Regions from separate parts of the Mus musculus genome. Here all the other regions are linked to region 4. Evidence: chromatin contacts called from public Hi-C, HiChIP or PLAC-seq and promoter capture Hi-C data. All regions are on one chromosome and are shown on one strand. The core of a region is the stretch at or near the end of the contact, and the rest is flanking DNA. Distances in the headings are between cores, read along the strand shown. Region 1 overlaps Dnajb11 (DnaJ heat shock protein family (Hsp40) member B11). Region 2 overlaps St6gal1 (beta galactoside alpha 2,6 sialyltransferase 1). Region 3 overlaps St6gal1 (beta galactoside alpha 2,6 sialyltransferase 1). Region 4 holds the start of Rfc4 (replication factor C (activator 1) 4). Region 5 holds the start of Fetub (fetuin beta). Region 6 overlaps St6gal1 (beta galactoside alpha 2,6 sialyltransferase 1). Region 7 has its middle 48 kb from the start of Gm30814.

The links. Promoter capture Hi-C pulls out the DNA fragments that hold promoters and counts their contacts. Hi-C and Micro-C count contacts between places; a contact is called where the count stands out from the background. HiChIP or PLAC-seq counts read pairs in DNA pulled down with a chosen protein or histone mark.
Region 1: a promoter capture Hi-C map of hippocampal neurons shows a contact between it and region 4, with 3 times the contacts expected there. The contact joins the enhancer-like site here to the promoter of Rfc4 in region 4. A contact is called at or near these places in 21 of 39 promoter capture datasets (the 3T3-L1 cell line, the C10 cell line, the HPC-7 cell line and 10 more), 4 of 15 datasets of contacts at CTCF or cohesin (the NIH/3T3 cell line, embryonic stem cells and large pre-B cells), 181 of 484 Hi-C or Micro-C datasets (the AtT-20 cell line, B cells, the C10 cell line and 94 more), 34 of 115 datasets of contacts at active chromatin or transcription factors (the SCID.adh cell line, T-cell acute lymphoblastic leukemia, acute myeloid leukemia and 22 more) and 5 of 9 other capture datasets (adipose tissue, embryonic stem cells, embryonic tail and 2 more).
Region 2: an H3K4me3 HiChIP or PLAC-seq map of the SCID.adh cell line shows a contact between it and region 4, with 15 read pairs. The contact joins the enhancer-like site here to the promoter of Rfc4 in region 4. A contact is called at or near these places in 2 of 39 promoter capture datasets (both in the C10 cell line), 1 of 484 Hi-C or Micro-C datasets (myeloid progenitors), 4 of 115 datasets of contacts at active chromatin or transcription factors (the 230-238 cell line, the SCID.adh cell line, bone marrow-derived macrophages and 1 more) and 3 of 9 other capture datasets (adipose tissue, liver and pancreatic islet).
Region 3: a contact with region 4 is called in a Hi-C map of B cells, with 46 read pairs. The contact joins the enhancer-like site here to the promoter of Rfc4 in region 4. A contact is called at or near these places in 3 of 39 promoter capture datasets (the C10 cell line and macrophages), 1 of 15 datasets of contacts at CTCF or cohesin (the NIH/3T3 cell line), 3 of 484 Hi-C or Micro-C datasets (B cells, bone marrow-derived macrophages and pre-B cells), 4 of 115 datasets of contacts at active chromatin or transcription factors (the 230-238 cell line, the SCID.adh cell line, microglia and 1 more) and 4 of 9 other capture datasets (adipose tissue, liver, macrophages and 1 more).
Region 5: an H3K27ac HiChIP or PLAC-seq map of embryonic stem cells shows a contact between it and region 4, with 2.4 times the contacts expected there. The contact joins the promoter of Fetub here to the promoter of Rfc4 in region 4. A contact is called at or near these places in 5 of 39 promoter capture datasets (the C10 cell line, embryonic stem cells, frontonasal cranial neural crest and 1 more), 1 of 15 datasets of contacts at CTCF or cohesin (the NIH/3T3 cell line), 1 of 484 Hi-C or Micro-C datasets (embryonic stem cells), 5 of 115 datasets of contacts at active chromatin or transcription factors (all in embryonic stem cells) and 2 of 9 other capture datasets (adipose tissue and liver).
Region 6: an H3K4me3 HiChIP or PLAC-seq map of bone marrow-derived macrophages shows a contact between it and region 4, with 3 times the contacts expected there. The contact joins the enhancer-like site here to the promoter of Rfc4 in region 4. A contact is called at or near these places in 3 of 115 datasets of contacts at active chromatin or transcription factors (the SCID.adh cell line, bone marrow-derived macrophages and pro-B cells) and 2 of 9 other capture datasets (adipose tissue and liver).
Region 7: an H3K27ac HiChIP or PLAC-seq map of microglia shows a contact between it and region 4, with 7 times the contacts expected there. The contact joins the enhancer-like site here to the promoter of Rfc4 in region 4. A contact is called at or near these places in 2 of 39 promoter capture datasets (the C10 cell line and liver), 1 of 484 Hi-C or Micro-C datasets (bone marrow-derived macrophages), 4 of 115 datasets of contacts at active chromatin or transcription factors (the SCID.adh cell line, bone marrow-derived macrophages, embryonic stem cells and 1 more) and 4 of 9 other capture datasets (adipose tissue, liver, macrophages and 1 more).

The regions. Positions count from the first base shown.
Region 1 is chr16:22,870,984-22,873,683 of GRCm38.p6, reverse strand. Dnajb11 (DnaJ heat shock protein family (Hsp40) member B11) reads right to left here. Exons shown (of 10, transcript NM_001190804.1): 9 at 2,585-2,700; 10 at 1,219-2,013. The coding sequence ends at 1,949. Among named protein-coding and RNA genes, the nearest start is that of Dnajb11, 14 kb to the right of the region's middle. Within about 2 kb of position 1,438, at least 5 of the 459 cell types and tissues checked have an H3K27ac peak or open chromatin away from gene starts, as enhancers often do. A contact at or near this core is called in hippocampal neurons, where this site is marked.
Region 2 is chr16:23,321,891-23,324,590 of GRCm38.p6, reverse strand. All of the region lies in intron 4 of St6gal1 (beta galactoside alpha 2,6 sialyltransferase 1), which reads right to left. Among named protein-coding and RNA genes, the nearest start is that of Gm30814, 3.4 kb to the left of the region's middle. Within about 2 kb of position 1,305, at least 19 of the 459 cell types and tissues checked have an H3K27ac peak or open chromatin away from gene starts, as enhancers often do. A contact at or near this core is called in the SCID.adh cell line, where this site is marked.
Region 3 is chr16:23,283,193-23,285,892 of GRCm38.p6, reverse strand. All of the region lies in intron 2 of St6gal1 (beta galactoside alpha 2,6 sialyltransferase 1), which reads right to left. Among named protein-coding and RNA genes, the nearest start is that of Gm30814, 42 kb to the left of the region's middle. Within about 2 kb of position 1,267, at least 51 of the 459 cell types and tissues checked have an H3K27ac peak or open chromatin away from gene starts, as enhancers often do. A contact at or near this core is called in the 230-238 cell line, B cells, the SCID.adh cell line and 1 more, where this site is marked.
Region 4 is chr16:23,126,395-23,129,094 of GRCm38.p6, reverse strand. It overlaps Rfc4 (replication factor C (activator 1) 4), which reads left to right and starts at 1,365. Exons shown (of 11, transcript NM_145480.1): 1 at 1,365-1,410; 2 at 1,554-1,695. The coding sequence starts at 1,565.
Region 5 is chr16:22,918,873-22,921,572 of GRCm38.p6, reverse strand. It overlaps Fetub (fetuin beta), which reads right to left and starts at 1,351. Exons shown (of 8, transcript NM_021564.2): 1 at 1,078-1,351.
Region 6 is chr16:23,345,646-23,348,345 of GRCm38.p6, reverse strand. The region is part of intron 5 of St6gal1 (beta galactoside alpha 2,6 sialyltransferase 1); the gene reads right to left. Among named protein-coding and RNA genes, the nearest start is that of Gm30814, 20 kb to the right of the region's middle. Within about 2 kb of position 1,430, at least 11 of the 459 cell types and tissues checked have an H3K27ac peak or open chromatin away from gene starts, as enhancers often do. A contact at or near this core is called in bone marrow-derived macrophages, where this site is marked.
Region 7 is chr16:23,373,709-23,376,408 of GRCm38.p6, reverse strand. No RefSeq gene overlaps it. Among named protein-coding and RNA genes, the nearest start is that of Gm30814, 48 kb to the right of the region's middle. Within about 2 kb of position 1,353, at least 54 of the 459 cell types and tissues checked have an H3K27ac peak or open chromatin away from gene starts, as enhancers often do. A contact at or near this core is called in adipose tissue, bone marrow-derived macrophages, macrophages and 1 more, where this site is marked.

The sequences.
Region 1 (2,700 bases), core at 189-2,688, 260 kb after region 4:
AGCAGCTGTTGGGCGGGATGGGAGGGATGCAGAACTCTGCAGGCAGCCTCAGTTTTGCAGATGGTCTGCAAGCTGTGCAGTCCCAGAGTAGCTGATAGCAGCATTCCTGAACTGTTGCCTGTGCTGGGGTGAGCTTGTTGATGCAGCTGCTTTCCCGAGTCATCCCTGCTGCTGTACCTCCTCACTCACACTCCTGTTAGCAACCCCAGGAAGAGCTCGAGTTTACCACGCTGGACTTTTGGTTTGATCAATCATTATTTTGGACTGTTCTCTTTATGGGGTGAGTAGACATGCATTGGTGCCCACAGGGAAGAGCTCTTTGCACAAGCAAGTGGAAATTTCTGGCTTGAAGGAACTTTCTGTGATGACGACTACAACCTCTTAGGGCTCCAACTCCTTTGCAACATCTTGAGTGGATAGATATTTGTCAGTTTATGATGGGAACTTGCTGTCTCAAGAGACCACAATACCCTTGGAGGGCACTTACTTGTGCAAAAATCATGAGCTTTGCTGCCTGGCATTGCGACATGTCACAGTTTAACATAAGGTTTATGCCACTTTGACATAAACCTTTCTGACTCACTTAAAGTGAACTGAAGCTCGGAGCCCAGCAGTAGAAGGAACTCCTTAAGTCACAACAGTCTAGGCAATGAATAAAGATCAGCAAAGACCCCCAGTTCCATTTCTTCACAGCGAGAGCAAGGTCTGTGTGGGCCTTTCTAGTCTCAGCTTTTAGTGAACTGGCTCCTGGAAAAAGCACATTAGCAAGTACGAATAATGACCAGGGTTCTCCTGGGCTACCATAGGCAGCATTCAACAGATAATGTAAAAATACCCTACTGAACTTCTACTTGTGTATAACGTGTGAAAGCCCACTGACCTGAAAGTGTTTACAGATGTGCAAAAGGCACACTGAGCCCCTGTATGTGCATACAGTGTACAGAAAGCCGGCTGAATCCAGGTCTGGGTTTCTGCGGTTTGTTGGATTCTTGACAGTCTCAACCACACCAGCTGCTGCACAGAGGGCAGGGGCGCTGGACTACACCAGTACATCCAAAGCAGCTCCCACACTGCCACAGTAACCCTCAGTCGCACTGAATGAAATACTCAGCTGCGGCAACAAGTCCTGTGTACGGAGCAGCGGAGGAGGAGACTGAAAGGCAAGTGTGCTGAGCCTGCTGGCGTCTGAGTCTGTGCCACTGGAAGACAAAGCCACCTGCAATTCTGCTTCTAATATTTATTCTCTAAAGCTGCCATCTTAGCTCATAAGGCTACCTTGGACAGATACAGAAAAGTACCTTCTAAACAGTAAAATACCCATATCAGATTTTATTATTACCAAAGAAAACGGGAAAATATGTTCTCTCAAAGACAGTGAGGTCTTTGTGTAACTTTAATTCATGTAGCTCAGTCTCTAGTCTACTCGGTTTCTTCGAGCTCGTTGCTATAGACACCATGTGTTTAGTGGGGCCTGGGAGCCGGGCTCTCATCGTTCCTCTGCATGCTGTGTGGCCATCCTGCCTGATGGGAAGACTTCCCATCGGCTCACAGGAAAAAGAAACAGGAGTCAAGAAAAAAAAAATAACAACAAGATGTATTTAAAAACAGACTTCTCCAGTTGGCATTTTGAAATAGCTAACAATTGTCTCTAACCCTCATCTGGTTTCCTTTGCTCGGGCATCCTCTGAGACGTTACTCCTTGAACCTCGGGCAGCACCAGACGTTAAATCCCCAGAGGGGGAGGTATTAGGTAACCTTCTGCTGGCCATTGTTGTCTGAATGCAATAGACAGAGCCTCAAACCTCTAGTTCTTGTCAGGACGGTCATCAGGGAAAAAAGGACTAAGCCAAACTTGCATATTGAAAATAATGAAACACACACACAAAAACCCACTGCAGATAATAAATATCGCTGATCCACCTCTTTCAAAGTCCAGTTCTCTTCGCTCCTAATAGCCCTGCAGCCCGTTGTACACCTTCTGCACGGGGCCTTGTTTGAGAAGCTGCTTGATACCTGCAGAAAGAACGAGTAAATGGCTTCATTAACGAAAACGTGGCTTCTCTGCAGCTTCCAACTTCACAGCGGACACCTCCAAACACACATGTGTGATGCCTTACTTCTTTCAGTCAAGCCCACCTCCCCCCATCTTGTGAAGCCCTGGGAAATGAGATCAGGTAAAAAGGGGGAAGACAATCACCCCAGCTGACTCCACTCCTCCTTCCTTGCCCTTTTGCCAGCTTTCACCGCTTCTACCCATTTCCTTATCGTTTTAAACACTTAGAGCAGGGCACGTGCAGTTGGCGCAGAGAAGTTCACCCTGAGCCTCCTGTCCCTCCCACTGACATCGCATCTTCCCTTCAGTTTGGCCTGGCTTCTTCACCTAAGCGACTCGATTCACAGCCCAGCTCACAGAGCCCTCAAGTGAGCACAGCGACAGCGGGGCTTCTTTGCTTTGCAGAAGGCCTGCAGCCATGTCTCCCAGCTCTAAAGGGTTTTGCTAGTTTCCTTTCAGACAGTCATCCCATACCATGCACACGTGCACACACACACCCCCCTACACACACAAACACACCCACCCCTGTACCTTCTTTTGCTTCCTCTGTCAGCTGTTCTTTTGGAAAGTCCACATCAAAAGTGATTATCAAAGAGCCCTTGATGTTATTGTTATCAAAGTTGGGCAGCCCTTCCCCTTTCTTCCAC
Region 2 (2,700 bases), core at 56-2,555, 200 kb before region 4:
TTTTTTTTTCTTTTAATTATAAAGCACATGAAAATGAATCTGTAGCTCCAGTTTACAAAGAGATATGGATCTGCCTTAATCTTGGACACAAGTTTAGCCAGACAATAACTTGATAGAAAGAGCTAGAGGTTATCTAGTATGGACCATCCCAACACCACTATTCTATTGCAGATGCAGAGAAGAAACAAAAAAGGAAAGAAAATGAATTCTATAATGGATGATGGAAATCAATCGCATTTAGTTTCTAGAAAGGAAAAAAAAATCCTAAAAACCAAAGCTGGGGTGGTACTGGCCATTTTGTGAGCCCCATTAGGGTCCCTGCTGACACAGAGAGACAGAAAATGTGATCTCACCTCCTTCTGGTCTAGAGAGTTCAATTTGGGTCTGCATTCCTTCTTTGAAAGCTTATGCCTGGTTTTAGGCCATCCTCCCTGGCAGTCACCAGGAGAGAATTAAAAGCAGTGACGTCACCCTCCCAGGACCCCAGCCTGACAGCAAGGCTTTCTCCACAGGCAGAGTTCTCTCAAAATAACAAAAAGAAGTGGCAAAGCTCTCAGTTGCAAGTCTGCCAATATGAACGGCCCCTGGCTCTATCGTAGCTGCTAGGGGTTTTAAGAATAGCAAACTGGTGCTTTTGACATGGGGCCTCTTACAGTTAGAGAGCACTCTGGGGATCAGGTGTACTGTTAGAAAAAAAACACAGACAGATTTGCAAACACCTACTCTGTCTGGGTCGCTTTGCAGGCAACTTCAAGGATTCATGAAACACCTGAAATTAGCCTAAAGCTGCCCCAGTTTAAGAATTGCACCTGGAGTGCCTTCAAAGGTCCGTCAGGCAAAAGTTCTTACTGACCAAGTCTGGTAACCTGAGTTTGATCTACACAATCCACACAAAGGTGGCAGGTTAGAACCAACTCAATAGAGTTGTCTTCTGACCTCCATGCCCATACCCAGCACATATACACATGTATACATACACACATAACACACAAACGACACACACCTCACATACATGTACATGCAAACATGCACACTCACACACAGACACACACACACACACGTGTATATACAGACACACACCAAATACTGCTGATTTAATATGGTTTTAAGAGAATTAGCCAAGTGAGACTAAAAGGAATTCGCAGAGAATTAGCCAAGTGAGACTTAAAGGAATTCGCATGTATCAGAACTAGTACGAGGGAGGCAGTTCAAGGGCAAAATGCAAGCTTAAGAGCAGGAAGCCAGTCTCTCAAAACCCACCTGAAGCCACACATGGTGGCTTGCACTTGTAATTGCAGCACTCCTGCAGGAGATGGGAGACTGAGACAGCAGAGTCCCCAGGAGCTCACAGGCCATCTAGCCTGGTGTACCCAGCAAGGGCAAAAAACAAAGAGTCCCTGCCTGAATACAAGGTGAAGGTGACAGCCAGTGTCTAAGGCTGACCTCTGTGACGCGTGGCTGCCCACCTTCCACAGGACTAGAAACAAACAGAAGCTTAGACCCTGAAAACAAGTCCAGTTCTATGCCTCAAGTATTTTCAAATATCACAGTGGACAGCAGTTTTGCTTTTGGCACCACTACAACTCTTTTTTCTTCTCTCTCTTTCTTTCTCTCTCTCTTTCTTTCTCTCTCTCTCTTTCTTTCTCTCTCTTCCTTCCTTCCTTTCTTTCTTTCTTTCTTTCTTTCTTTCTTTCTTTCTTTCTTTCTTCCTTCCTTCCTTCCTTCCTTCCTTCCTTCCTTCCTTAAATGAAACACTCCATAGAATACTGGTGGCACATGACTTTTGTCCCAGCACTGGGGAGGCAGAGACAGGTGGATCCCTGAGTTCAAGGCCAGCCTGGTCTACAGAGCAAGTTCCAGGACAGCCAGGGCTGCACAGAGCAACCCTGTCTAGAAAAAAGAAAATAAAACAAAAGTGAAAGAGAAAGAGAAGGGAGGGAGGGGGAAGAGAGGGAGGGAGGGATGGAAGATATTCTAATAACCACAACTCAGTGTGTGTGTGTGTTGGGGAGTGGGGGGAGATAGGTGAGGAGCCATTAACACCTGATAGCTTCTGGGTGAAGGTCAGTTTTCTCAAGGACTGTGGGACCTGGGAGGCTGATTGTGTTACAGCAGAATACTGCACACAGCCATGTGCATGCAGGCAGCATTAATTTGACACAGCAGGTTATTTTTTAAAAGGCATAAAGTTGGAAAGGGATGTTGTGGGAAAAAAATCTAGGAGGGAGAAGGAGGGAGTGTGTTGAATGCTGTTAAAATATACTATATACACGTGTGAAATTCTCAAAGAATCAATTCTTAAAATTATATTAAAAGAAAAACCACTTAAGCCTGAGTCCCGTCTTTTTAGACATCCTTGGGGGCATTTTTCACTCCAGGAAAGACATCGGAAAACATTGGACTGGGACAACTCTGCCATCTGTAAAGCTATGCTTAGGCTCTGTTCTAGGGCCTTGAAATTCCCCAGTCAATCCTCGGACGACCATCGGCCGCTCAGAGAACAGCTGTACTAGCTGGTTTTGTGTGTCAGGTTGACTCAAGCTAGAGTCATGAGGAGAGGGAGGAAATGTCTCCATGAGATCCAGCTGCAAGGCACTTAAAATTGCAAGACAATTTCAATCCGTGATCAATGGGGGAGGGCCCAGCCCACTGTGGTCAGGGCCACTCCTGGGTTTGATAGTCCTGGGTTCTATAGCAAAG
Region 3 (2,700 bases), core at 18-2,517, 160 kb before region 4:
AGACTGTACTGTTGTTGTGCTTCCAGCTTATAAGACCTTCCTTTCATGCTGATATGAAAATAAAAAGTGACTTCACTTAGATTGAAAAAGGTACAAATAACAGAACTAGAATTAGAAGTGGGAGAAAGCATATATTTTTAAAAAGTCTTTAACTGTCAGGCTCATTGGGGTATAATAATGGCTGCTTAGGAATTGAGTCAGACTAGCTGTTCACAAGAAGAGACTCACAAAAGATATGTTCTGGCCCAGTAGTGGTGCTGCACGCCTTTAATCCCAGCACTTGGGAGGCAGAAGCAGGCAGATTTCTGAGTTCGAGGCCAGCCTGGTCTACAGAGTGAGTTCCAGGACAGCCAGAGCTACACAGAGAAATCCTGTCTTGAAAAAACAAACAAACAAACAAACAAACAAACAAACAAAAGATATGTTCTGAACAAAGGCTAATCAAGCAGTGACCACAGAAACCCCAAGGATTTGGGGAGTGCAGATTCCTTTGTGAAGTGTTCCTTGGAGTCTTCCCTAAGGTGCTGATCAAATGCCTGTGGAGGCAGCCTCTAGCCCAAGCTGGAACAGTGAGAACATCTCCTAGTTCCAAGCTGGAACATCCCCAGTCAGAGCCCAGCTCACAGCGAGTCCAGCCATCAGAGCTCAAGAATCCTCTCTCAGTGATACCACCCTCTATGGGAGCATACAGCACCATCACCCCAGAGACGCCCCCAAGAAGACGGGCTACAATGGGGGTAGAAACAGATTTGCAGGAACCATTTGATGGAAAGACAACAGTGTTTTATGAGTGTCTCATGGGCAGGGGCCATATCTACTCCGCCCTTGCAATCCCCTAAGGAATGCCCACCACCCGCCCCTGCCCCCCCCCCTAGATTCTCAGAAGCTTATTTTTAGTTCGTGGTCTAGTCCTATGTTTAGAATTTTTAAAGACACTTTTAGTTGAGTACCAGTTGAGACCAGGTGCCACCGTGGTCTGCAAATTTCCGTTTGACTCTTTGGGGGTGGATGGGGATAGAGGTGGGGGTAAGGTGGGACCCATGGTTTGATACATGCACAGTTTTCACAACAGAGCCACATTCTCAACATTCCATGATTTGGTTTGACTCACTGGATTCCAGTCCTCAGAATGAATTTGGCCATATAGGGAAGTCGGATGGAGGGGAAGGAGATGGGGAAGGCTAGAACGGTATCTCAGATCACCGAACCTACTGCGCCACAACAGACTGCAGCAACCCTGTCACCTTTGAGAAGGAAGAGAGGAAGCCTACTCCAGCTCCAGCTGCTGTTAGAGGATAGTGATGTGGTTTCTAAATGAAGTGTCCCCATAGGCTTATGTCTCTGAACACTTGGTTCCCCTCTGACGCTGACTGACGGTGCTCTTGGGAAGGTTATGGAGCCGTGGAGGGTGGAGCCTTGCTGGAAGAGGTATGCAATGAGCATAGGCTTTGAGGTTTTATAGCCAGGCCCCACATCATGCTCATGCTCACTCCCTCCTTCCCTTTCCTGCTCCTTCCCCCTTTCCCTCGTTCCCTTCCTCCCTCCCTCTCTCCCCCTTCCCTCTCTCCTTCCCCCTGCTTCCTCTCCCTTTCTCTTACTCCCCCTCCAATCCTTTCTCCCCCTCCCAGCTCACGCACTCTCTCTCCCCTACTTCTCCCTCTCTCCCCCCCTCCTCTCTTTCCAACCCTTCAACCCTTTTCCCCCCTCTCTCCATCCCTCTCTCTTCTCTCTCCCCTTCCCTCTTCTCCTCCCTCCCTCCATCATTCCATCCCTCCTTTTCTCCCTCCCTCCCTCCATCCATCCTTCTCTGTTTCAGAACAATGCAACCTGACAGGCAGCCATGTCCCTGGTGTTAGGCATTTCTTGTCATGATGGAATGTATCCTGTCTGTAACTTTAAGCTAAAAGACATCCTTCCTCCCTTAGGCATTTTTGTCAGGGTGTTTCATCCCAGCAACATAGAAGTAACTGAGAGAGATGCTAAGCAAAGTCAAGTGCACCCCCTTCTGTCTGTCTGTCTGTCTACAAGCTTGATACCTCCAGCTACCGCACTGACCTTATGGGGACAAAGAAAGCATAGAGATTGGTGGCCATCACAGAATGTCTGGAGCAGCTGGCATCCACATCTAGTATGAAGTGAGGCCATCAGCTGAGATCCATGCTTCAAACCTTACAGGTTATTTTTATCTATGAGTCCTGGAAGATGAAGGAAATGATCCCTTGGATGAAGAAACTAAAAGACTGTACAAACCACCCAAAAAAAAAGATCTGTAAGTGCCTTCAGAGTTGTTGTGAGAAGAATCAAAGGGGTCTCTCCATACAGTTTCTTGAGTAAGGAGAAATTTCCCAGTCTGCATTAGAAGCCCCTGTCCTGAACGCTCACACATCCTAGGTGGAACCAGGCCTGGCAGTTCTTCCACAGTCTCTCTGTCCATCTACTTGACCAGGCATAGACTGTCAGAAAGCAGGAACCTCCTGAGCCTTCTCTGAGTCTCAGACACCTAGCACCTTTCTCAGCCCTGGCTTTTGCACATCTGGAATGAATGCTCACAAGTGAGCCGCCTACCAGCAAGTCAGTCGCGCTTCCTAAAATCCAGGTGTCTTAATTAGGGTTTCTATTGCTGCAAGCAACACCATCACCAAGAAGCAAGGTGGGGAGGAAGAGAGTTACACTCAGCTTACACTTCCGATTGCTGCATAT
Region 4 (2,700 bases), core at 116-2,615:
GTCCACTAACCACAGACCTTATAAATACATAGTCCCAGACACCAGAGATTCTGACCTTGTAGGTCTGTTTTGGGACTGAAAGTGTACTTCTGCCAAACCCTGCACAGGCTTCTGATGAAATGCAGCCTTTTAGAATTTTGGTTCTAGAAAATGAGCACAATTAGACAAATTCTACTTCTGGTGGAAACAATGACATTTCATCCACTGTAGGGCAAAGGTTAGTTGAACCCCCTGAGGGCTCAGGGGTTCTATCCAGGAAGGGTGACTATCTTTCACTCCTGTGGCTGGCAAGTTCAGCTCCCAGCAATGCAGTTACTGGAGCAGTCGTCGCTGTTGGACTCGTGTGACAACCACCTCTGCTACCAAAGCTACACTAGGAACTTATTATGCTAACATGAGGACATCTAAGGGCAGAGGCTGGCTAAGAACTGAAAGATTCATTTGGACTAGTAAATCCTTCACAGGACAAGCTGTCTGCTGACAGTTGGTATATACTACAAAGCTTTCAAATTCTTTCTTTTTCGCTTGGTCCACCCCCCCCCCCCCCCAAGATGCTGGAACGCAAACTCCAGTCCTCTGGGAAAGCAGCAAGTCCTTTTAACTGATGAGTTTATCTCCTGCCCGATCACGAGGTTTTTGAGTGGGTCTCGGGAATTACAAAATGCCCATAGAAGATGGTCCTCCCTCCCTACAATAAGCTGATTTTACTGACTGTAAGACATCTGTCCCGGGCTGTGTGTGTTTAAGTATTCCGCTTGCGTGCAAGTACGTGCAGCACACGTATTCAGGGTCTGCAGCCCTGAAGGGAACGTTGGACCCCTGAACTGGAGTTCCAGTTGTGAGCCACCAGATGGCTATCAAAACCCCAAGTATCAAACCGAAGTCCTCCACAAAAGCAGTGAATGCTCTTAAACCGCTGAGCCTTCTCTCTAGCTTCACTTCTAAAAAGCAGTTTGCTCTGTGTCCTTGAATATCGGGGGCAGGGCAGTAGTTCGCACAGTGTCCCCTTCCGGCGAAGGGTCAAGTGAGCACGTCTTGGCCCTGACCTCCGGGCTGACGGACGATGGCAGCAAACCCAAGAAGCCACTGGCTTAATGAAAGCCTCTCCCAGCGTGGGCCCGCCCTAGGCCCGGTCCTTCGAGCAAAGCTTTCTCCTTAGGTCGGCTCCTCCCCGACCGCGCTCTGCAGTGTCTGCTGGGCCGAGGTCTGGCCGCGGAGTCTACACAGGATCACCTCCGCGGAACGCCCCAGATGCACCCAGAAGCCGAGCTTAGCCACCGCTAGCCAAAAAGGGAGCGCGTCACTGGCACCCGCGCGCCGGAAGTGACGTTATTGCGTGGCGCGCTCCCGCCATGCCTTTCGCCGCCGTTCTGTGGCGGGAACCGCGGTGCCAGGGGGACGGTGACGACTGTAAGTGATGGGTCTGAGTGTTCTCAGCCTTTTACAGGCTGGCGGGGACCGGGATGTGACCTCCGCCTTCCCTCTAGGCACAAAGTTAGGGGTCCTTTCAAGGGGAGCTGCCCCATAATGGTTTCTTTTTGTCTTATACCCAGGAGAAGAAGCCATGCAGGCATTTCTGAAAGGCACATCTGTCAGTGCCAAAGCACAACTGACCAAGGACCGGGGGACACCTGCCACTGCAGGAAGCAGTGGAGAAACCAAGAAAGTCAAACCAGTTCCTTGGGTGGAAAAATAGTAAGAACTGCTTGTACTTTTGTTGAAATAACTAATAAGTGCTAGTGGGGTTTTTTTTTTAATGTAAGGGGGACTTTGCTATATTTAGATCACACCTTTGAGGGGTAGGGGGACGCGGTATCACCCAATAATAAGTCTTAGTCCTTGGAGTGATACAGTAGTTGAATTTAATTCTTTAGTTATATAGATGACCTAAGATGTTTATAAAGTGTACAGTTTTAGAGCCCTACAGAAACGAAGAAAGCAATGTTTCTGTGAGCTGGCTATAAACACTTCCACTGAAATCTGACTTTTATCCTTGTATGTATATGGTGAAATTTGTTGGGATCTTGTTGTTGATGTTAAGTACCACTACATTGTCATTTGCTAGATGATACTAGAACCGTCAGCTACGTGGAACCTCTTTGATCACTAAGGATCTTCAGGTTATTTACAAGTCAAACAAGGTCCTCGTGTGTGTTATTTTGCTGTTTCAATATTATTGAGAAGTTCAAATATGAGTACTTCATCTATATCACCCCTCTTCCTGCCCCCAACTCATCCCATAGCCGTCCCCGCAGCAAAGCAAGTGGTGGTCCCATTCAGATCATCGGGCTTTGAAAGCTCGCACTTACCTGTTGGGAATCTCGCTAACCTTAATCTAGGCAAGCACTCTACCACTGTTCTATACTCCGGCCCATAGATCTATAGTTTTCACATGTTTAAAATTTATCGTTGAGGAAGGAGGATGCATGCCATCACAAGCATGCTTCGACTCCCAGGTGGAGTAAGTTCTTAGCTGCCCTGTGTATTCCGTGTGTCAAACTTGGATCATCAGACTTGGCAGTAAGTGCCTTTGCCTGCTGAGCCATCTTACCACTCCAAAACTACCTACCTACCTACCTATCTATCTATCTATGTGTGTATATGTATGCATGTGTGTGTATGTATGTGTGTGTATATATATATATGTATATGTATATATATATATATATATATATATATATATATAATTTTTTTTTTAAC
Region 5 (2,700 bases), core at 102-2,601, 210 kb after region 4:
TTCCATACCTCCATCTCCACCCCTGCCCAGGCTTTCTGTGTTCAATAGACAGAGGTTCTGCTCTATCCACAGGTACCCATCTGGTAGGCCCTCAATACACAGAGTATCTTGAAGACTCCAAAGCTTTGGGGTCAATACTATTTCAAACACAGGTCCCTACAGCTACTAGAGAATATAAGAGTTTTCCTGAGTAGAGCTTATTTTTAATTCACAAATATATTTTGGAAATGTCTGTGTTTATAAATAAGGACACCAGTCTGTGAGACTTTTCATGGGAACCTGATAAGAGGGCCCAAATATTTTGGATGGAAAGAAATGCTCCTCTGGTCTAGATGAAAATCCAATATGCAGTAAGCTATGGCTGACACGAGTGAACCAAGCAAAAGAAGGCTGTTAACATTGCTCAAGTTCCTAAATTTACTTAAAACATTGATTACATATTAAACTTAAATATGCTGACTTATGTTTTTAGCTAACATTGAAAAGTTAATTTTATAATAAACTTACTAAAAAACTTAAATTTATGATGCTAAATGTAATTGTATTATAGTTGAGCAGAACACAGATTCCTTCCCCCCCACCCCACCCCCCACCCCATTTGATAGCTACTCATAGACAACTAGGTAACAGCATCCACTCACTAACTTAGTGGTAGTATAGACACTCACTGAAAACTCTAAAGAAAACTTAGCCAAGTCCAACCAGGGGAGAATACTAGGGCTCAGAAAGGGTAAAAATCCTGAATGAATCAATACAAGAAACAGCACAGGAGCCTTCCCTTTTAGAAGATTTTCATCAAAGCGAGTGAGATGGCTCAGCCCCTAAAGGTGCTTGCTGCCAAGCCTGGTGGCCTGAATGTAACTCCTGATACCCTCACAGTGAAAGGGAAGAACCGACTGCTGAACGATGTCCTCTGACCAGAGTGCAGTGTCATCTGCACTCTGGCCCACCCACCCCACCTCTGCACAAAAATAAACAAATAAATGTAAAAATATTTTTGTCACCACACAGATGCTTAGAACACTGTGTGAGCTACTCTTTCAGCTACCAACCAGCCGATGTGGAGAAGCCACTTACCCACTGTAAGCCACTCTGCCAAATCTGTCAAATGCACTAATCATGACCCTGCACCAGAAATCGCAGAAGGCTAGACGTTGTTAGATGTTGTGTAACACAGCAGCTACCTGTGACTCACAGGTTCTGGCTGAGCCACTGCACAATGTCAGGAATCAAGGTAAGCTGTCCGGAATCAAGAGCTTTGCAAGTCTGGTGTGCTTTGAACACGTTCCCAAAGCTCAGAAAACGAACGCTTATGAAACCTGTGGAGAGGTGGCGCCTTTACAGAGATTAAGTCCCAAGGGCTCTGTTCTCAGGGGTGGGGCATGCCCATGTCAGGGGAGTACATTTGTTAGGCAGAGTTCTTCCTCCTGCCTCCCGCCTCCCGCCCACGCATGACGCAGCAAGAAAGCTGTTCCCAGAGGCCCTCCAGGCCTCCAGAAGGGTGAGAAGGATCCGGTGACAGCAGCACAGCACAGGATGGACCACATTAATAAGAAGCCACGCCCACTTTTTAGTCTTCCGTAAACAAGTGGTTAGTAAAGATTGATTATGAAACCCAAATCTGAAGATTACAGTTCTACAGAAGGGAGCTCTTGGTTGTGTTTTCTTTCTTTCTTTCTTTCTTTCTTTCTTTCTTTCTTTCTTTCTTTCTTTTTTCCAATTTAGAAATATCTTTAAAGACCTGTTTTTCTGGGTTGGCTCATGCCACGTGTTGTTTAGAATGATTCCAACCCTGAGTTACCAAATTTTTTTTCCCCCACACGCTCCCAGTTGTGTTTTCAAATGGGAATAATTCGAGAAAAATGGGTATCGAAGCCAGAAATGGCTACTTTAAGAAAAACAACACAAATTGGGAGACCATTAGATTGTGGAGGCTCTGGAATTTAAATCTCTACCAAATAAACAAACAACAAACAAATAAATAATAACCTCAAGACAGGAGCTTTCTACACTAACCAATAAAATTCATTTATCTTCCCTTCTTTCTACAGCTAAATTGTACAAGTTTACCCTCCCACAATACTGGGACTCATAAATTAATGAATGCTTTAATTTTTTTCAATTTAAATGTGCTTAAGTTTTCCTTTATCAGTTAAAAAAAATCAGATATCCAAACTCTGAGGTTCAGCAGAGATTTAGTTTCAGCCAGCAGTGAACATACCTCTGTCGGGTCTGGGCTGGAGTGTCCAATGCCTGAGGAAATGTACCCAGTACACTTAGGTAGAAGCCATTGGTGCAATTTTAATGAAAGACAGATGCAAACGGGGTAAAAAGATGCTGTAAGGATGCTAAATCACATGGTAAACTGAACTTTGACCAGGACCCTGCTTCAGCCCTGGTCTGCGTGAGCTAGGCTAGCGATGTAACACTTAAGCCCAATTTCCTCAACTGTGTAGGGCTTTCAACCATGCGATTACTAAGGGCCCGTTTAGCCCTGATGGGAGGGCACTCTGCCCCCCTCTCTGCACAGGGTGCCATTCCATCTCTAGCAGGGGCAGCTCCTAGAACCTGGCTCTACGGAACTTGAATCACACAGATCTATCCACCATGCCCCCCGGGGGAACGTGATCCTATTGCATCATGAGTGAGATTTCCGGAACTTGAATCACACAGATCTATCCACCATGCCCCCCCGGGGGA
Region 6 (2,700 bases), core at 181-2,680, 220 kb before region 4:
TCTATTAATGTTAAGTAGAGAAAGAAATATTGATGAACAGAATATAACAACACGTATTAAAGAGGTCACTTACGGAGAGGGGGTGAGGGGAGTAATTAAATAGTGATTGTTGGATACAATAGATGGACACAGTCTCCTTATTGTGTGTTATTTCAGGGGAACTGTAAGAGGCATGTAGGTCCCTGTGCTCACAGATAAACACAGGGAAGCCAGGAATGTTAAACACACAGGGCTGTCTCTGCAAAGGGAGAGATGTAGAACTGTTTCCATCTTGAAGGCTGGGAACGAACATAGTGACCATAGAGGTAGACTCACTATCTGTGTTATCTGCATGCCCAGGCTGCACTGCCCAATCCCTGGCCCTTACGTTTATCTTAAACCATTGCGTTGTCCTCCCCCAGGCCCGTCATCATGAGCTTGCCTCCCTTGAGCCTGCTTCCTTGGTTAATCTATAGAACCTATCTTTATGCAAGATGCCGCTTGTACTTTACAAGGGTTCCGATGCAATCATATTTTAAGCTTTGTTATACACACAGGATTTGAGGGCTGTACTTAAATATGCCTAGAACTACCTGGTGTCAGACACCTGAAGTCTGAACCATCACCAGTTCCCGAGTCACGAGGAACTGAGTTTCTGGCTGGCCTTGGTGGTCACAAGAGACCCCTCACAGGCAACAACTTATGTGGTTTATGTAACTTTCCATGCAGGAACACATGAAACTAATCTAATACTGAGGGAACAATGGAAAAACCCAAGTAAGATTTAAAAAAAAAAAACAACTATAATTTTTCAAAATGTAAATATGCTAAAATATTAAAAGGAACTTTGAATATATTTACATTAAATGGGGTTAAAGGGACAAAGCTACAGAATGCAGGATCTGTGTCTGAGTTAGCACCCAAAAGGAAATATGAACCTGGGCTTTCCTACAGCACACGCCCAAGTATTTAGGGCGTGGTATCTATCACATGTTCAACATGTTGATACTCTTCCGAAGAGTCCGAGGCAGGAGGAGAGTGAGCTTGAGTCTAGCCTGGGCTATATACACAGGAAAATTCTGTCTTGAAAAATCAAATTAAATTAGTCAGTCAAACAAAATACGATAAAAGATCAGACTACATAGCAAATGGCATAAATTGCTGTTCATAACTGAGTCTGGATAACAGCATACACACTCTTTGTTTGAGATAGTCTTGTAATATCTCCAAGTTTCATAAAGTGTTAAAGTAAACAGAAGGAATCTAGAGCCAGTCCTTGGGTGAGCAGAAGGTTATCTGGCAGCTTGTACTTCTGGGTAGTCAAGGGGGAACTTCACTGGCTTGACAGAAACAGGACATTTTAAAGAGATACATCCTTTTGTATGTCCTTGAGGGAGTTTCCAGCCACTTTTAACTGAAGAGGAAACTCACTCTAAATGCGGCTGAGGAACTTGAGAAAGCAGGCTGAGGACTGGCTCTCCAATCTGCTTCTGGTCACTGGCAGGGACTGAGCCATTCCTGCCACAGTGCTCTCTCTGCTAGGATGGGCTACATTTCTCTGAACGGAGTCAAAATTAACCCTTTCACTTTGGGCTGCTTTCAGTTTCAGCGAGGAGAACACAGAAACATAACCTCACCTGGCGTCAACTGAACGTCTCCTAAGGTTATTCATAGCCCTTTGATATAGTAGGGCACGAAATGACGAAGGTACGAGCTAAGAAATAAGGAAAGTGATAACCAAGGTAAAGGGGATGAGAAGACCAGACACAAGGAGGAGTCCTTAGAAAGCCAGGGGAGAGCTTTGGACCAGCTGTCAGAGGGGCTGTGCCCTATGCAGGTTCTGTTGCTACTTTTGATGCAATTTGTACAAGCTGCCTTTCGCCTCCGCCATCCTTCCCACGCTTGTACAGTGAAATGGTAGGGTAAGACCCTAGGTAGAAAACTGATAGTTCTCTTTTACTGTTGTTGGCTTCTGAACTCCTGGACTCTTCACAGTCTCTCAGGCAGAGAGTAGTCAGTAGGAACAAGTGAAATTCAGCAACAGTTTTCTATCTCCTAAGTCTCCATGATTTCCAATAACCATTTGAATCACCACAATGGAACTGGCATCCCTAGAGACTCTATGGACACTACGACAATGAGGAACTATTAGGAACAACTTCACTCCAGTTACTTAAGTAACTTAGAAGAAATATGCACATTCTTTAAAAGACACCTCCCAGTGCTCAGACAAAAAGATATGCCATATATCAAAGACGATATGCCATATATAAATTGAGCTTATTGCAGGAAAGCTTTCTACAAGAACAAAATAATAATTCTATACAAAGTCTTCCAGGAAACTGGAGACAATGGACCAGTTCCCTCTGTGAATAGATCTTACTCTGTCATCAAATACCAGTCTTCTCCTGGCTGCCTAGAACAAGATGTTGAACTCCCATCTCCTCCTGCACCATGCCTGCCTAGACACTGTCATGCTCCCACCTTAATGATAATGGACAGAACCTCTAAACCTGTAAGCTAGTCCCAATTAAATGTTGTCCTTTATAAAACTTGCCTTGGTCATCATGCACCGTGTCTCTTCAAAGTCATGGGAACCCTAAGACACCTGCCTATGTGATATTTTAGCAATGTACTGAAAAACATGTGGATTTATGACTTTCTTTCTCCTGGTACTATACAAACTTTATGAAACCATTTCCACACGTGAATATGAAATTT
Region 7 (2,700 bases), core at 104-2,603, 250 kb before region 4:
GATGAGTGACTATTCTTGGATTACTGGTGCCCTCTTCTGTCAACATGACGAAGAACTGTGATTCTAATGAGGTTCTGGATGCTGTCCTCTGCGTGAATTGAAACCAAGGAGGCACCGAATCATGCACAGCTCCATCTAATCCACCTGGGTCAAAATCAGTCTGCTCAACTTAACGTGTTTCTTACTTTTTATTAATTTCATCTATCTCCCCCTCCCCCGAACTATTTAAGGAAACTTGCTACTTCCTAGTTTGTAAGAAGGGAGGCTGTCCATAGGGAAGATAAGAAACCAGGAGAAGAATAGTCAGAAAATGTTGTAGACAAGTGTCAAATGGTCAAAGAACAAGATTTTTCAGAAAAAAAAAAAAAAGTGAGTGATAAGACCAATTAGTGTCATTTCACACTGGTGGAATGTATACTTTACAAACTCACAAACTCAAAAACTCAAACCTTCAAACTCTTGCCTTGTGGGTCTAAAACCTTTATTTCCTAAGACGTATAACCCCATCAGAAGATGCATTAAGAACCCCATTAAACTTCACGCTCTGGCTGCTCATTGGTTACTACCTGTACACTAAAAGATACTGTCCTTCTCTACTAAGAGGGCAGTTGGCTCTCAGCATCATTGTGAGCACTGGCTCACCGTTAGAGCTGTGCTACATAACGGAAATGGGGAGAGAGAGAGATGTGCTTAGTGCTAGGCAGCTCTTTTCATGAAACTTCTTTCCACTGCTAGCATCAAGCTTGAATGGGTCACTACAGCAGCTATGGTTTGGATAAATATGGCAAGCATAGGCTCAGACCTTCCAGCTCTAAGGTCCAAGTCCCAGGACCCAGAAACCATCTGAACCATTAGGAGTAGTGGCTAAAGGCAAGAAGGAATCAAAGGAAAATAACAGAGGAGAAAAGAATGATTACTGAGATCAACTGTAATGGTGGAGGCTATGGCTTACACCATTAATACAATTCTTGTAAGTGCCTGAATCTTCCAACCAGAGTTTTAGGATGATCTGAAAAGACAGAATGATTTTGAGGATGGAGAGAAGCCAGCCTGTGTGCGCAATATAAGATAACCATGTGAACTCTAGTGGAAAACTGTTGGTATGTCTCCAGACCCTCTCAGTGTTCTTTCTCGGTTCTGTGCACGCACAGCACAGCTCTGCATGCTCTGACTTGAGGTTGAAGTGGAAATTCGTGGTTTCTTTAACAACTCAGTTGTGCCACGTGATGTTTTTTTCTGGAAGCAGTCTTGTGAGAGGGCATGTGATATTTTACTGAAAACAGACACTTTGAGAGGGTGTGTGGTGTTTAGAAAGAATATAAATAGAACCCCACAGTCAGTGAGAAGAGGTCCTTGCTCTGCTCTTGTGCAATGTTTTACTTCTGCACTGGTCGTCACTTCATGGAGAGAAATGCACCAAAGAGCTTCTTGTGCTGTTTTCTCTGATCCTGGCCTCTTAGGCTGACTCCTGCTGATTCAGCTGAGCCTTGCTGTTTCTGTTGGGTCGAGCTGCTGCCACTACTGTTTCATGTTTGGTGTTTGCTATTGAGCTGGACTGCTGACATGCCGACAATGAAGAGTGGAATCACCCCCCTCAGAACTACTTTTAAACCGGTCTACAACACCCTTTTCCTGTTAACTTTCTTTCTCCCCTTCATCTGGTTGGTGGGCTAGAAGGAAGGTTGAAGCGTTTAAGAACCCTAAATAAAGTAGGTTTTGAAAAAAACATCTAAGCCTATATAAGATATTAACAGGATCGATCTTGGGTATAGGAAATTGTGATCTTGGTTGTCAGTTTGATTGGACCTGAAGTCAACTAGAAGACTTCTGGGTGGATCTGTGAAGGTTACTCCAGGATCAACTGAAGGATAAGCCCCTCACCCAGAGTGGGCAATAGTGTCCAGTGGTTGTCCAGGTATAAGGAGATCAGAAAGAAAAGCAGCACTGCCCACTGATCTACCTTCACTTTCTGGTTGTCATTGGCAGCTCGGGAGTGAGTCCATCCTACTACTCTTAGTTACCACCATTCTCCTCTGCCTGCCATTCACAGCTAGCATCTTTGGCTTTCCTATTGACCGAAGAGCAGCATCTCCCCAAGGATCCTCCAGGCCTTCAGTGCCAGTCTGGTACTGCTGAGTCATCGGAATTGTGGACTGAGCCTCTATCTAGTGCATACTGTGTAATCCAGCCTAATGAGATGCATTGGTGCTGTTCCTCTAGACAGCCCTGACAAACACAGAACATTGTAGGCTTGTTCTACTACGTGGATGCCCTACCCAAAGCAGCTAGGGATTTTTCATCTCCACAAATCCAAGGGTTCTTATTGCCAATTACTAGTTGGTGGACTCCATAAGCTTGTTTTCCTTGTTTCTAGACAAGTTAAGGTTCAATTTACACTCCTGTGTTTTCCTTAGGATCAGATGAAGGCTGGAATTTCATCTGAAAGCGTTTCTTTGATGGCACTTTATGTCTTTATCATGCATCCAATTCTTATTTGCATAGGTGTCCAACCTTTCCACATGAACCTGTCCAATGAAAAGAGGTAGTCCATGGTTTTAAGACATTTATTGTCATAGCGGAAAATGGATGAGAAAACCATACCCCACGTCTTGAGTGGGCCTGAGGTTAAACACCTTTTGCAGGGAGGAGTGTCTGGGAAGGGGAGTTTATTGGCTAAGCCTCCAGGCCTTTAGGTACCTC